2 separate regions of the Mus musculus genome follow, and region 2 is linked to region 1. A link is a contact called in public Hi-C data. All regions are on one chromosome and are shown on one strand. Each heading gives the region's core, a stretch centred on a gene start, on an enhancer-like site or on the middle of the called end of the contact. The rest is flanking DNA. Distances are from core to core; before and after follow the strand shown.

Region 1 (2,523 bases), core at 9-2,508:
GTCCTTGGGATGAGGAGACAAGTTTAATGAAAAAGGAAAGTCTTTGTCACTGCAGATCACCTATTGGCACTTAGAATCATACAGAACCAAAGACTCATTGAATGTAAACAGTATGAATTCAGAGAATGTTTAAACGTGGACTCAGAAAACTCTCGTCTCATGAACCCAGAATTGTAAAACAACCCTTCCCAAGACTCTGGAGAGTGTCAGTGGAGATGTCTATCCCCTTCGTAAGGTTTTAATGTCCTTGAGGGAAAGCAGGTGTCTTCTGCACCGCATATGTCCATAGCACGCCAGTTCCTGTTCACTGTAGTGGTTCCAGAGGGGGTTAGAGAAAGGTAAATGGGGCCCACTGAGCACCAGGCACCCCTCGAAGCACCCCGAATATTTAATTCTCCTACTTTTCACAACAGCCCCCATCAAATAGGACTTTGATTATCTCTACAGTTGACAGATGGGGGCAGGAGGACTGAAGGCAAGAGACCAAGGAAGCACACCAAGGTTGAGACATTTAGAAACATCCCAGAGACATCTGCAGACAGGTAGATGTTCAAATCAGGCAAGCAACTTCCTCATTTCCCTTCACCCTCTCCTCCAGTTGCAAAAGAGAACGACAGTAGTCATCTGGGCCTGGCTTGAGGTATGAATATTCTTGCAGGTGGAGGACAACACACTTTGTCACTTGCTCCCCAAACTTCTTGTATGCTGTCCCCATCGCAGTGGGAAAACTGGCAAGGCCATGTTCATTTCCGGGGGTGGGGAGGAGATTGAAGTCAGTCTGAAGCAGGGGCTATGCAAGAGCTTATCTACCCACTCACTAAAGAGACCTCACTGGCTCCATCTAATTAACAATAAACCAGATGCCCCAACACAATCCCCTTCTACATCTGTAGCAGGCTGACAGCCTAAAAATGCCAGCCTCCTCCTTGTGTGTCAGCTAAATGTCATTGGCGACATTTGATGCAATTCAGAGATGAAAGTAAATCCAATATTATCGCTGACTAAATAACCACAGGCCTAATCAGGGGGCCCCAAGCCCCAGAGCACAATGGGGGGAGAAGGCAGCCCAGCCTACAGGAAGGTAGGAGAATAGACTGCTTCCAAAATAACCAACCACCAGCTGCCCACGGACAGCAAACCAACTTGATGCCCTACTTCTGCTGGGAAGGATTGGGAGTGACAATCCCCAAGGCCAGCTGTTGAAGGACAGAGAGTTGTCCCTTCTCTCTGGAACTCAGTTCTTCGCCTGTTACAAGAACACAGGCAAAGCAGTACCTGCAGAGAAGAACTCATGCCATCATGAAGGGCAGCAATTCAGTCACCTAGTCAGCCCTTATTTACATGAGAGACCCAGGTCTGGGTGCTGGGGTGTAGCATCTCACGCAAAGACTCTAAGCACCATGGACATAGACACCAGTTCTCCCCTGTACAAACTGTATCTCAGCCCAGCCCACTAGGAGCTCAGATATCTGTGCAGTGAATGAACACAGGAGTGAATGAAGAAGTCTACTTGCTGCCCCCCCCCCCAGGCCTAGCAGCTCCTCAGGAGGCTGTGTGGTCCTCAAGAACTGAGATCAGGTATTCCTTGTCTCCTGGTGTCCAGTGCCCAGCAGAGCAATGACAACCACGATACAAACTGTGTTAGTTCCCACCGTGTGTGATGCAGATGAGCAGGGTGGACAGGCGGCTTCCCAGTGGTTCCAAATCCTAAAAATATAAAAGAGCATGAACCCTCCATATACACTACGAGACTGAAATCAGCATCTCCGATGAGAGGCAGCTGGCCACAAGAAGTTCCAGGTGTTATCCTGAGGAAGACGCGGTGCTTACACAGGGTTCTAGACAACAACGCGAATCACGGGAAACATCAGACAGCCCAAAGTGAGCAACGAATCCTCTGAAAAGGGGCCTGGAGGAGGAAGAGGTGCAGGGAGTGGCACACTGTGTCTTCAAAAGTGTCACCGTCATAGAAGACTGAGGAGCACTGAGGGCCTGCTTCAAGCCACCAGGAGCTAAGGAAACATGACAACGAAATACAACAGGGCTCCGGGGCTTCATGAAAGCTTCAGGAGTGGTTTCTCCTGCTTTTAACCAATCATTCCAGATTGAGTGTCTTAAACAACAGAAGTGTATTTATGATAGGGACCCCTTTAGAAGGGCATCGTTCAGTCTATAACAGTCAATAATTGAGAAAACTTTTGAATCAATCTTTTAAGTGTGTTGAAGCTACTCCTAAAATACATGCCTTAAAGCATTTAGAGGCAAAGAGCTGTAACGTGTTGAATTTCCTCTCAGGCAGTTCTGGGATTATATTTGTGTGTGATATAGGAGCGGCAACAATAAGGCGGATGCAATGCTATACCATAGGTGCTTCTGTGCAAATAATTATTAATAATAATAATAAACATAAACTATTTTGAATTTTTATGTAAACTGGAATTGATTTCCGAATTGTAAGGGGCTGTTTCCACTGGAGGTTGCTCAAGAGTAGAAAAGCAGGGGCCCTGAAGTGGACATGTAAGG
Region 2 (2,523 bases), core at 8-2,507, 1.7 Mb before region 1:
AAACCATTTTCCAGCAATACTACTTCCTTCTAAATCAAGAGAAGACGTGTTTTAAGATGTCTTCCCAATATCAAAACTGAGAAATTGTCTTGCTCAGAATTCTATCAAGAGTTGCTCTGCAGTTTAGAAAGTTTAGCACTGACAGCTGTGGTCGCGTGTGAATCACCCACTCAACATTTCTGGTGGAGTCAGTAGCATCTGCAGCTCCCAATTTGAAAATCAGAGGAAGAGATCGAAGTTTATGCTACTTTATTAAGTCTGTTTAACTTCTGCCACTGTGTCTGTGTGTGTTCCTACATGTGTGCATAGATGCATAGGCTGGACAAGAAATACTGCCTCAAGAGATCCTCCTGCCTCAGCTGAGACTACAGATTTTTCGTTGTGGCTTTTTATGCCATCCTATCATGTGATTTAGATGCAGATATGCATGTTATTCTCTTGCATGTTACAATTAGTTTGTTTCTCCAGTGTGTTAGAATATTGTATATGTTTTTGAAAGTTGATTATGCAAGTATGTATATATTTTATGTGACTTTCATGTAGAAGAGAGTGTTCAAAATGCCTTCGTAGTAAAAAGGTTGGGTCTGTGAGAGCTGAGTTCCTGCTTTTCCAGGGCAGAGCTTAGAGGAGAAACGTGGTAGCCAGAGCATAAGTTTTGAGCGCCCCCTGCTGGGGACAGAGACTGCTGCCATCCTGCTGCTTTCCCTCTTTCAGATTGTGGCGCCTGATAGCTTCCAGAGGCAATGGGAAAGGTGTTTGTGGATCTGAAAACCTCATCCTCAGGGTGGTGGTGGGGAAATGTGAAAAGGAATCTTAGAAATAACATTTAGGAAGAAGGAATGTGGACTACGTGTTCCTTTCTTTACTAAGCGCTGCCATGGACTAGCTGGTTCTGAACTGGAAGAGAGCTAGATGCTGAGGCTTATTGATGCGAATGCTGCCAAAATATTACAGGAAAAACATATTCCCGTTTTTTAGTTAAATAACAAAGTCATCTTTCTCTTACTCCTCATTGCAGCAACTTCCTGGCAGCCCACTGTCTTCCTTCTTTCTTCTTTTTCTTCCTTCCTTTCTTTCTTTTTTCTTTGTTTTTCTTTTTCTTCTTTCTTTTCTTTTTCTTTTTCTTTTTCCCTTTTTTGAGTCGGCATTACATTGATTTGATTAACTAAATGAAATCCAAAAGGACATCGGTGTATCTCTCCTGCTGTTGCATCTTGATTCCACGCGGTGGCACTGTGCTGAGCTGTGGACAGCACCACTGCAGAACTCAAAAGAAAGGGGAGGTTTGAAACTGTGCTGAGGAGAGACTAGTGAGATTTGCCGAGACTTGGGGAGGACAGCAGGAGCCTAAATAGCTCCCGCTCCAAGGCTCATACATTTTCAGTATTTACTTTCTCACATGTGTTCGGGAATTCAGCTTCCTGGAAGACACCGAGCGAACTCTCAAGGCCAGCCTCATTTGTCCTTTGACCCTGTTGGACCACACAGCCAAATTTACCCTGCACTTCCCTTAGTGTATCCCCCGGGTTTGCCAGCTTTCCTGTTGAATTTCCAAGACCGCTTCAATCTTCCCACTTTTAGATAATTTGACCTTCCTTCTGAAGGTGTCAGATCTCTTCTAGCCCTGTGTCACACTCAAGCATAGCTGCCAGCTGGCTTCTCTTAGGACAATGCTATTATTATACCTCTGGAAAACTTCTTTTCTAGTAGGAATTGGCCACAACTGTCTTAAGGAGAGGGACAGAGTTTATGTTATGCAAGGAAGAAACAAAAAACAAAAACCTAGCAGTTTGTACCATCTGCCTCAAGAGGTCCTGAGTCTCTTGTCTTTAGAAATACTTGGAGCAGACTGTTGTGAATCGCCCTCCAACCAACACCCCAGGAGGTGCAAGCACACCTGTGCAGTCACTTTGGGATGGTTCAGGAAGGACATGAGCCCCACTCCCCCCAAATGTGCCTACCATCACAGTTTCCCCCTCTTTTGTTGAAACTAATGAGTCACGATCAGAGTAATGTTTTTCTGTGACTCCAAAACCATTTTGCTTAATGAGGTACTAAGTCTTTATAATTAGGCCCAGAAGGAAAAGAGGACGTGGCCCTTAAGAGCAATAATTATTTCAGTTATTTATGGTAATAAAAAATTGAAAATAGGAATTCTTCCTCAGAATGCGACTATTTATTCTTTTACATATTGCCTAACAGGCAATTACCCTATTAAGGCAGCATTTTGTTGCTAAAGACATTAATTGAAATGTAAATTAAATGTAAATCAGCTAATTAAATTGATATGTAATGAACTTGTCAGGCAGGCCTCTCTGATCAGATGCATTTCACTAATAAACAAGCTTTGCAGCCTGCCCAACACACAACTGGGGCAAAGGGTTCCTAGTTGATCTGCACCTGGCAGGCAGCAAGAATGAAGGGGTGGGCTGTTCAGAACATCAGAAGAAGAGAACATTTGGTCATTGCTCTTGGAGACATGTGTCTTAGGATACCTACCTGGGCTTCTTTTTCTTCGGATGC

The links. A called contact is a pair of places that touch in the nucleus more often than the background predicts.
Region 2: a Hi-C map of the N1E-115 cell line shows a contact between it and region 1, with 5 times the contacts expected there. The contact joins two enhancer-like sites. A contact is called at or near these places in 4 of 15 datasets of contacts at CTCF or cohesin (the NIH/3T3 cell line, large pre-B cells, pro-B cells and 1 more), 32 of 484 Hi-C or Micro-C datasets (the 3T3-L1 cell line, B cells, the Ba/F3 cell line and 22 more) and 4 of 115 datasets of contacts at active chromatin or transcription factors (astrocytes, bone marrow-derived dendritic cells, embryonic stem cells and 1 more).

What each region holds. Positions count from the first base shown.
Region 1 is chr4:110,031,561-110,034,083 of GRCm38.p6, reverse strand. No RefSeq gene overlaps it. Among named protein-coding and RNA genes, the nearest start is that of Dmrta2os, 53 kb to the right of the region's middle. Within about 2 kb of position 1,258, at least 1 of the 459 cell types and tissues checked has an H3K27ac peak or open chromatin away from gene starts, as enhancers often do. A contact at or near this core is called in the N1E-115 cell line, where this site is marked.
Region 2 is chr4:111,685,980-111,688,502 of GRCm38.p6, reverse strand. No RefSeq gene overlaps it. Among named protein-coding and RNA genes, the nearest start is that of Spata6, 33 kb to the left of the region's middle. Within about 2 kb of position 1,257, at least 67 of the 459 cell types and tissues checked have an H3K27ac peak or open chromatin away from gene starts, as enhancers often do. A contact at or near this core is called in the N1E-115 cell line, where this site is marked.